Linked DNA regions of Mus musculus: all the other regions are linked to region 1. The links are chromatin contacts, called in public Hi-C maps. All regions are on one chromosome and are shown on one strand. The core of a region is the stretch at or near the end of the contact, and the rest is flanking DNA. Distances in the headings are between cores, read along the strand shown.

Region 1 (3,593 bases), core at 668-3,167:
TACTTCACAGGAAGAAGACAGGGACTACGTAGCCTACATTCCTGTTGTCCAACCAGGTTCACCAAGAATGGGGGAAAGGTGCAAGCAATCTCAAATGAACGTTGGTTCTGACATAAAAACTGATACAGCTCAGACTTTCTTTGTACTATAGGAACCTGAAAATTACTTAATGCCCTGCAGATCATATAGTGCTAGATCCCTAATTTTCCTAGACAAGGCATGACCAGCAAGTCTTCACATACCTTCAAGGCTCAGATATTGAATGGATCAAACAGAAAATTAATGCAAAGGCTTTGAAGACCTTCAATTTAAACAAAACAAGGATATTCAGTAGGAAGGGAAATGGGAATTATGAGTGATCAAAAAGACAGAATTAAACTTTTCTTATTTTTAAAAAATAAGATAGCATTGCCATGTTTGTCCCTTTTAAAAATAAGGAATACATAACTTTAGGATGCCAGAATAACCGGATGAATGCATACTGAAAACAATGAACAATTGTGCTAAGAAGAATTTTCATGCTGAGGAGCAAGTCAGATCATCGGGTCCAAGATGTGAACTAGATCCTTACAGGAACACTGTTGTAAAAGAACATATAAATAGCTGTGCTTGTTAAACGACAGTTGACAGCCGGCTTGCTTTGTCTCTCCTCTGCATGGCTTCAGGAAATTTCTACAAAAGTTCTTTTATGGAACAATTTTAAAGCCACAGATTGAGTGCTACCTCTAATTACTAAAGAAGAGAATTAGTCCAAAAGGTAGAGCTGGGCAGAAGCAAACTATAATCAAGACTAGAACTTAATTCTTTTCATGTTAGTGGCCTAGTATGCTCAGTTTCTTTACTTTTTAAAGAAAAAAAAGGGGGAGGGTCTTTTTTCCTACTAATTCTGACTCATTTTTCAATTCTCCTCATTCTGGATACAAGTAATTGATAGTACAAAAAGGATCAAGACAGTAACAGAAAGAAGCTACTCCAAATCCATTCTGTTCAGGTTTAACTAAAGGCCACACATTCCTGGAGGGTGTTTTGACTACAAACTGGTAAGGGTCGGGATGGGGGTCCTTAGTCATACACCAATTATCTAAAATAATCAAGATGAAAAATGTGGCAAAGGGTCCCACAGAATATTTGAAACCGATAGTCTGGGAAAGTTTCAATCCGTGAAAAGTTCTTTTGCTAAGTGTTGCTGTGTGAAAAATGGCACGTGAATAAACTACTGAACCAACAAAGACTTTTAAGGACTCCCCACAAAGAAGAGAAATGATTATAACATTCCTTATAGCAAACCAATGGATTGCAATGTAAGTCAGAAACTAACTTGTAAGAAAACCTTCCATAACTCTTGCCACGAAGACCAAGAATGGGCTGTTGGAAACGTTGAAAGTCCAAAACACTGAAAAACTCATAAACTACAAGAGATTCTTATTTAAGAGTTAAAGCACTCAATCTAGTACTGTTCTAAAGGCGAGGAGGCGCTTTCCGGGCTGTCTGCAGCGTCGCCGCGGGGCGTGCAGAGGCAGAAGCGTTGTCTGCGTGACAGCGTTAAACTAGAGGAAAACTAGGCGTCTGGCTTGCTTTACCGCCTTTGCGGAACCGAGACAGACTGAGCCACCGCGGCCTGCAGCCAAGGCAAGCTTCGCGACGCCGTCCTCGCAGAGCGTGCGGCCCGCGCGCCCTACGGCGGGGCGGCTGCGAGCGGACACTGACCTGCGGGGTCTGCGGGACGCCCGGGCGCCGCACGGCCGTTTCTCAAACAATCTCCGGAAAGCTGGGCATTCCGTGGCCGCATCTGGGTCGCCCTCACTTCCGGAATCTGCGGGCTTCCGGAGCGACGGAAGACCCGGAAGTGGCTGAAGAGAGAGCGGGGAATTACACCCAGAAGCAACACCGGGTCTGAGGAAAGCCGGATAAGGCCTGGCCACGGAAAATGCCGAGGAGCCGAAGGGACGAAGAGACGAAGGGACGAAGGGACGAAGGGAAGAGACGCCCAAGAGGACACTCCACGCACTGGGATTGGTCCGCAAAGCTGCCTCTGATTGGCAGAAGCGTCACCGAGCGGTCAGCGCGGGGTCAGGGCCGGGCGTGAAGAGGCTTTGCTGTCCCGGCCCAGAGGGAGGTCTGGGCTCTGCGGGCAGGCTCTGGGCCCAAGGACGCCGCTGACGGCCGCTGGACAAGTGCCGCCGGCTGGCGACCCGGCGCCTGCGCACCTGAGGGCCGGGGACTGACCTTGGGTCCTCCCGGTTGTCGGTCTGACCTTGTCCCCAGATGTGTGGCAGCACACTAGGTCCCCATCGGGCAGCCACTGGGGCAGAGGCTGCAGGCCACCCGATGGGAGGCAGGCCAGTGACAAGGAGCTAGAATGGCCTTGGCTGGGTGGGTTGGTCGGGAGGTACTTAGGAAATCAGGTAGAGCCTACCGAAGTTGTAAAGTCTTTTTAATGCTACCAACCCCGCCTGCATCCCCAGGCTCGTGGAGGTAGTGATACAAAAATACAATTGTCTCCAATGCCCCAAAACTTTTCATTGTATTTTGTTTCAGAAATTACCCAGAGCATCAGAGTTCTGTGCATGACACATGGACAGCATAAAGGAGGCGGTAATAAGAACCTCAGAATCATGCACTCAGTACAATTCTGATTCTTTGTTTTTTGTTTTTTAAATAATGTGTGTTTTTAAAAAAACAAAACAAACAAAAAAACCTTAGTATCTGGAGTATATTAAAGGAGAACTTGGGAGCAAAATTGGGTGGAAGACAAAGAAAGCAAACAAATCCCTTTTTAACAAGTAACCTGACAGTGTAGAAAACACTGTAGGAGGAGCTCCAGTTTGCTACAGTAGGTATGGAATACAGATAGGGACTGCAGGGATGTGTCTAGAGATGCACCAGTATACCCACCCCATGGTGACCACTATCTTCTTGTGATTGGTTTGAAATACAGCCTACTCTAACTGTAAGGTATGGACACGATTCTAAGACAGCTTAAAGGGATACAAAATACTCATCAATTTGATGCATTGGCCATTATATTGAAAGTGTTCCAAAAAATTTAAAGTAATGGGGTTCCTATTATTATGTAGGGAGCTGTTGTTCAAAATAGTGAATTCTCTTTGAAGAGCAAGGCTTTGACTTAGTTGTGTAGGAAGGTAGCCCAAGGTAGGCTGTGATAGACTGTTTAGGTTTTGGTGTTTTTTGCTTTTGATACGGGCTTTTGCAATGTAGCTCTATGGTTGGCCTCAAAGCACTTCTGTCTCAGCTGCTATGTGCTGGGAAGACAACTGCATATTTTCTTGCCTAGTTCACTTGATTTTTATGAGGACAAAGGTGAAATTAAAAAAAAATAAAATAAAAATGGGACCAGGGAGAAGGCTCAGGAATGAAGGTACTTTCTGCCAAGCAGAAGGGACAAATTTCATCCTAGATACTCAAATGGAAAGATCACCTGCTCTTGAATCCTTCACTATGTCTCCCCCATATAAGCACATGCACACACACAATAGCAATTACATATAAACAAACACATCACACACATGTGCACACACAATAATGGCTAGAGAAGACATTTTCAGAAAGCATCTCTAGTTCAAAGAGTTTTA
Region 2 (3,593 bases), core at 578-3,077, 300 kb before region 1:
ATCCTGGCAGAGTTTGAATAGGGAGATGTTAGTTTAAGAGTGAGCTTCGGGTGAGAAACTGGTGGCTTGAGTCAGGAGAGAAGGGACTTCCGTCCCAGATTGTGGATGGATCAATGTGTCTCTAGGCATTTACTTGCCTTTTGGAGACTTCATCTAGTCATTGAGGAAAGCAACACGTGGCCAGGAATCACAGGAGCCATAGGTCCTCTTTGCAGTTCAATCTCAGAGCTGTGAAGAAGAGCAAATACTGCCTTACAAATATAAACAGAGGCATCTCAAACTCAAAAGTAAACCATAATTTAAGGAGCAGCAGAGGAGCCTCATACTCTACCATTCAGTATATAACAAAACTAGTCTCAATATAAACTTCCAAATGAGTGCTGACAACATGGGACTACTTTATATAAAATCTGTCAGAGCTATACTTTATCATTCTGCTTTTTGGATGTATAAAATATATAGTAATATTTTCTAGTTCATTTGTAAGTACTTTTCATGAGTAATATTTTCTTTTGAGTTCACTTTCACCATTGTTTCATTTCCAGTATATAATTATATATTATATATAACATACATATATATATAATATATAATTTAATAAACAACATATATATATATATAATGTTTCTAAATATAGAGGCATATTGAGGTAAAGTGACTTTATTTTCAAAATTATGTTTTAGAAGAGTAATCTGTGTTATGGGGAATTTCAGAGCTAATGTTTAATGGATCATTAACTGATAAATTACTAGTATTCACAACATTTTCTCCATTTACAATCTAGTTAAAAGTAATGAAAAAACTATGCCATCATTGCTATGTATATTTTATTTATTTAAAAATTTTAAGCCCAAATTAAATATTGCTTGGAATTTTTCATTTGTTTGTTTGATAATTAGATCTTAAAAACAGCCTCGAAATTGACCACAGCAGTAAAATCCAAGATAATAAAACAATGAAAACACCTTCTGCTTTCATTGATCAACATTAAAACTGAAAGGTACTGGTTTGCTGTGTATTGCTTTTATTATGTTTAGGTATGGGCCTTGACATATGAAATATGTATTGTTTTTGAAGTATGACTTTATAAGATAAAAAGCAATCACAAAAAATGGGAGGGCTTTTGAGCTCTGTCGTTTTCCTAGGCAGTAGACCATTGGAGAACTCTACATTGGTTACAAAAGATGGGAGGGCTTTTAGATCTGTCATTTTCCTAGGCAGTAGACAGTTGAAGAACTCTACATTGGTTAATATATGGAGCTGGATTTTGAATAATGGGGCTGTCATCTTCATCATTCTTTTCTTTCAAAGTGTGGGTTTGGGAGATTAAAATAATCTTCAAAGCAGGTACCATTACACTGAGTGTGCCCTATTATCCAAGCCGCTCTCCTCATGCAGTATATTTGAGTTCCTACTACAGTTGAGAGTTAAACATACAGTCCAACTCAGACCATTTAGATAGACAACTTGAGCCAGCCAGCCAGCACAGAGGACTGTAATCATATATCTTTCTCTATGTCTACCTCCTGAAATAACTAATACAATTGTCTTTTGTTTGCTCATTTTTTAATTGCATAATGCAGTCTGAACATTCAGGGATTGTCTTGCACAGTGCTGTAACGTTAAAATGAAAGTGAAACAAGACTAGAAAAGGCCGACAAGGTGAAAGGGAAGACCTGCTTTGCTCCTTGAGATTGAAAACCACGGTGTTTGCTGGTCCAGTCTTCTTTTCTATCCTTTGGTGCACCTCAGTAGAGAAGCCAAGATCGAGGGAATAGAGAAGTTGAGCCATTGTTCTGCCTCTCCTGGCTGAACCACTCTGGACTAGGGAGACACACAGTAGATCAGTGGATGCCTAGAGTCTGGGCAAGGTCAGAATCATTCCTCTCATTTAAAGGGGAAAACTTTAATAACAGAAACTAAAGAACTATTTTAAAACATGTTCTCATTACAGTTTGAGGCATGGTGCCACGAATAACAGTGTAAAGAAAACACACATTTACTTTAGAAAAATCTTCTTTTTGCATGCTATTAAATAATTCATATGCTATTTCTTATGGGAGGATTTTTTTAAATCATCATTTCCAGATTGGAATTTCTCTTCCATAAATGACTCTGATAAAAGTCAATCTTCCAAGAGTTTTACAGCATCATGGCTCCCACTCCTCAGCAGGGAAGGCCTGGCTAATATGAGACACATGCTAATAAGACACTGATTTTCCATTTTTAATGTCTTATGCGATGCCAGATGATGTATCCAGCTAACCACTTTAAACCTTCCAGTAAAGGTTTGATAATAGATGTCATTATTGAATGTCCTCATGCATGCCCCTTTGAAATAAATGATCACCTATTAAAGGATAGAGACAAAACACATTTACTTGAACGAAATGTTTAATAAAGTACATTAGGACTTGTTTTTATTGGTACTAGTCTATGAATACTTTATATGCCAATTTAGGGCTTAAGAGTACTTAGTCATCCTAGTACTCCAGTCTCAAAAAGGCATGTACCTTATTATTATAAACACCAACCTTTAATGTTTAGGACATATTTATAAAACATACTTGTCCTCTCCTTTAAATTGAAAACATATGGTACAGATTTTCTGTTAAAATATTATAGATGTGAGAACTAAGTAAGGAGGCAGGCTGCCATTTTGGATGGATGTTAAACTGGTTGTTATTCTGCACCAGTCAGACTGTGAATACAAACAAACAACCAGAGGCAGAGGCTTCATTGAGTTTAGCAACTGTAGTGTGTTGTTCATTAAAAGTAATTCCCATATAGGCATTCTTAATTTATATATATATATTTTATTACGTATTTTCCTCAATTACATTTCCAATGCTATCCCAAAAGTCCCCACACACACCCCCCACCCACTCCCCTACCCACCCATTCCCATTTTTTGGCCCTGGCGTTCCCCTGTACTGGGGCATATAAAGTTTGCCTGTCCAATGGGCCTCTCTTTCCAGTGATGGCCGACTAGGCCATCTTTTGGTATAAGGACTTTTTTTAACTCCATAAATCTGGCCTAATAATTTTTGTCCTTTCACATAATTTACACTGACTCTTTTGGGCAGCTGATTGGAGCAAGGTGACTTCCTTAGAATGAAAATTAATTATAATTTTTGCAGCCTTCATTAGTCTGCTTTTGTAACTCCTGTGACTAAGCAGCAGGGAACTGGGCCTGAACTGCCTTGCATCACTGGATCATTTGCTGTGGAATCTCCCTTTTAAGATGATTGGACTCTTTGTATTCTCCACACCTACATAAAATGAGGATTTGTGATAAAAAGAAATTTTCTTGTGCTTTAAAATACCCTTGAATATGTATTTACACTGGCAAGGACTGCATCATGCTAATTTACCAACACACTGTGTGGTCTTTGCAAAATATTTAAATACACAAACCTATTTCAGTTCTCAGATTTCTATAATACCTAATGTTGCCTGAAGTTTTAAACATTGTTACATATGCACATGTACTTTAACAATGAAGAACTTATTATCCAGAGATGAAAGATTTGTTTGTGGTCCATTTTTAAAGCAGTGTTCATGATACTATACAACAGCACTGACTGGCGATA
Region 3 (3,593 bases), core at 382-2,881, 270 kb before region 1:
GGAACTCACTTTGTAGACCAGGCTGTCCTCAAACTCAAAAATCCACCTGCCTCTGCCTCCCGAGTGCTGGGATTAAAGGTATGTGACACCATGCCTGGCCATCATTTTTTAATAGGTATATTTGATATTCTGGAGTCCATCTTCTTGAGTTCGTTATAAATATTGGATATTAGTTCCCTATCACATTTAGGATTGGTAGAGATCCTTTCCTAATCTGTTGGTGGCCTTTTTGTCTTATTGACAGTGTCTTTTGCCTTACAGAAGCTTTGCAATTTTATGAGGTCCCATTTGTCGATTCTCAATCTTACAGCACAAGCCGTTGCTGTTATGTTCAGGAATTTTTCCCCTGTGCTCATATCTTTGATGCTTTCCCCCACTTTCTCCTCTTTAAGTTTCAGAGTCTCTGGTCTTATGTGGACATCTTTGATCCACTTAGACTTGAGCTTTGTACAAGGAGATAAGAATGGATCAATTCTCCATTGGGCCAGTTGACCCAGCACCATTTGTTGAAAATGCTCTTCTTTCCACTGGATGGTTTAAGCTCCCTTGTCAAAGATCAAGTGACCATAGGTGTGTGAGTTCATTTCTGGGTCTTCAGTTCTATTCCATTGATCTACCTGTCTGTAGCTTTACCAGTACCATGCAGATTTTATCACAATTGCTCTGTAGTATAGCTTGAGTTCAGGCTTGGTGATTTCCCCAGAGGTTGTTTTATTTTTGAGAATAGATTTTCCTATCCTAGGTTTTTTGTTATTCCATATGAATTTGCACATTGCCCTTTCTAACTTGGTGAATAATTGAGTTGGAATTTTCATTGAATCTGTAGACTCCTTTCGGCAAGATAGCCATTTTGACTATATTAGTCCTGCCAATTCATGAGCATGGGAGATCTTTCCATCTTCTGAGATCTTCATAGATTTCTTTCTTCAGAGACTTGAAGTTCTTTTTTTTTTTAATTAGGTATTTTCCTCGTTTACATTTTGAATGCTATCCCAAAGGTCCCCCATACCCACCCCCCCCAATCCCCTACCCACCCACTCCCCCTTTTTGGCCCTGACATTCCCCTGTACTGGGGCATATAAAGTTTGCAAGTCCAATGGGCCTCTCTTTGCAGTGATGGCCGACTAGGCCATCTTTTGATACATATGCAGCTAAAGACAAGAGCTCCCGGGTACTGGTTAGTTCATATTGTTGTTCCACCTATAGGGTTGCAGTTCCCTTTAGCTCCTTGGGTAATTTCTCTAGCTCCTCCATTGGGGGCCGTGTGACCCATCCAATAGCTGACTGTGATCATCCACTTCTGTGTTTGCTAGGCCCTGGCATAGCAGAGACTTGAAGTTCTTATCATACAGATCTTTCACTTCCTTAGTTAGAGTCACACCCAGGTATTTTATATTATTTGTGACTATTGTGAAGGGTGTTGTTTCCCTAATTTCTTTCTCAGCCTGTTTATCCTTTGTGTAGAGAAGGGCCACTGATTTGTTTGAGTTAATTTTATATCAGCTACTCCACTGAAGCTGTTTATCAGGTTTAGAAGTTCTCTGGTGCAATTTTTAGGGTTGAAATACTTTTTAAAATCTGTATGTTTATATTGAGAAAATAGTTGCCTATTTATTAAAACTCTGTATTCAAATTTAAACTGTAAACTGAGCTTATTTATGGTCTATCCTCTGCAGATGCCATTCCTATTGTTTTAAGCTAAATTGCAGTATTAAAAAGAAGAATTATAGTAGGTAGCACATCATTTCTTAATAAAAGTGAAAAGGATAAAAGAAATACTCTCCCCTTTGATGTTTGATTTAATCTACTACTGATTGCTATCACTCATTTGCTTTCCTTTTCCTATGTAATCTGTTTAGTAAGTGGAACTTCTTACTGCTGGGATGAGCTAAGTCTCAGCTTTTCACTTTAACAGTATCTTTGTGATCTAGGCCATCATGCTAGTGAGGTCTTGGTGATGAGCCATTAAACAAAATGATCTGCCTTCAGGACAGAGATTTGGTTGAATGCCAAACAGTAGTCAAGTACAATTAACTATCAAACATGTGAACACTCCATTATTCCAAGAGATGGAACTGCAGCCATCTGGAAAATCAGAAGGGGTGACTGATATTCTAGCTATGTTCTGTTTTCGTGGTGCATTTGAATAGTTCAATTTTATTATAATATTTTGACATTTTACTTTTTTGGTCATTTTGAATTTTGATTAATTTATTTTTAATATATTCAAGATGAAAATACAAAAGTTCTTATTCAATGTTTTCTAAAAGAATAAATGCTTAGTTTATTTTATATACCTGAGTTTTGGGTAGAATAAATGGGAATAGAAGGAAGTAATCAAATATTTTCCATGATTATTTGAAAGTACCTCCTTACTTCAAATTTATGTCAATGATCATTCTTTTAGATGAGATACCCTAAGCATGTGTGTTAAGCTATTTTTAGTGACATCATAATATGACTGTTTATTTTTGTTTCTCCACAGTTTTTCTAAGTGTATGAGTATGTATGTGTATATGTGCATGTGCGTGCATGTGCATGATTTTGTCCATGTGCCTGTGTGTGTGTGTCACATGAACACACATGCAGAAATCAGATGTTACCATTGGATATCTTTTTAAATTGCTCTCTCCCTTGTATGTTGAGGCAGAATCTCTCACTTGAACTTAGATCTTGTAAATCCAGCGGGTCTAACCAGCAAATTTTCTCTCAGGATACTGTCTCCAGCTTTCCAGGGCTGATAGTTAGATAGGCTGCCATTCTTGCCTCATGGTACTGTGGGTGCTAGGATCTAAACTCTAGCTCTTTTGCTTAAAGTACAAGCACTTTAGGTCTTATGCTTAAAGTACAAGCACTTAGTGCTTAAAGTACAAGCACTTTACCCACTGAGCCATCACTACTCACTAGTCCAATTTTTTTTCTTAGATATTTTAAGGATGCACACAAAATCACAGTAAACCTATATACAAACCCAAAGAACAGTATCTAAGAATATCAAAGAATGTAATGAATTCATTTCTTACTCCTTTATGGTTGAAGTTTTACTTTGTGCTGAGGACAGGCTTGCTCCTAAGAACTAAGGTCAAACACACAAATTCCTCTTCAGCTCTGTGAAGTTTTTATTTTGGGCATAAATATAATCACATCAAATCATCCATCAGATTAAAATCTTTATGAATGCTGTGGCAGAGTCAGGGGCTGGAAAGTTAGGTGTCATGGAGCTGGGTTCCCTCCTGTGAGTAGCTGGAGGGGATCTTTGAATCATAAAATAGCAAGGGAAGTTAAAGTCCATTGACTTTCCAAAAGAAGCTTGGGTGGATATTGTAGGTTTTAATAGGAAAGTATTCACCCTAGGGTAGTTTGGAAATCTATGGAGAAATTGCTGATGATGGTCACAGTGATGGGCACTTGCTAATGACATTTATTACTGGGGAGTCAGGTATTCCAGACAACTTGAGTGTGACAGTTCCTACATGGAGAAAACTGTCTTTTGAATGAATTACAATTACTCTGTACAGCATTTATGTGAAGTGATTAAACCTGTTTGGCTTATGAGGAAGTTTGTTTATAAATAAAAGATCTTTTAATCATAA

What was found. A called contact is a pair of places that touch in the nucleus more often than the background predicts.
Region 2: a contact with region 1 is called in a Hi-C map of olfactory sensory neurons, with 2.4 times the contacts expected there. The contact joins the enhancer-like site here to the promoter of Pex2 in region 1. A contact is called at or near these places in 1 of 15 datasets of contacts at CTCF or cohesin (the NIH/3T3 cell line), 2 of 484 Hi-C or Micro-C datasets (liver and olfactory sensory neurons), 1 of 115 datasets of contacts at active chromatin or transcription factors (acute myeloid leukemia) and 1 of 9 other capture datasets (adipose tissue).
Region 3: a contact with region 1 is called in a Hi-C map of the N1E-115 cell line, with 5 times the contacts expected there. The contact joins the enhancer-like site here to the promoter of Pex2 in region 1. A contact is called at or near these places in 1 of 484 Hi-C or Micro-C datasets (the N1E-115 cell line) and 1 of 9 other capture datasets (adipose tissue).

Annotation. Positions count from the first base shown.
Region 1 is chr3:5,574,331-5,577,923 of GRCm38.p6, forward strand. It overlaps Pex2 (peroxisomal biogenesis factor 2), which reads right to left and starts at 1,918. Exons shown (of 4, transcript NM_001267715.1): 1 at 1,708-1,918.
Region 2 is chr3:5,270,479-5,274,071 of GRCm38.p6, forward strand. The region is part of intron 3 of Zfhx4 (zinc finger homeodomain 4); the gene reads left to right. Among named protein-coding and RNA genes, the nearest start is that of 2700069I18Rik, 51 kb to the left of the region's middle. Within about 2 kb of position 1,828, at least 79 of the 459 cell types and tissues checked have an H3K27ac peak or open chromatin away from gene starts, as enhancers often do. A contact at or near this core is called in acute myeloid leukemia, adipose tissue, liver and 1 more, where this site is marked.
Region 3 is chr3:5,303,915-5,307,507 of GRCm38.p6, forward strand. All of the region lies in intron 3 of Zfhx4 (zinc finger homeodomain 4), which reads left to right. Among named protein-coding and RNA genes, the nearest start is that of 2700069I18Rik, 85 kb to the left of the region's middle. Within about 2 kb of position 1,632, at least 1 of the 459 cell types and tissues checked has an H3K27ac peak or open chromatin away from gene starts, as enhancers often do. A contact at or near this core is called in the N1E-115 cell line, where this site is marked.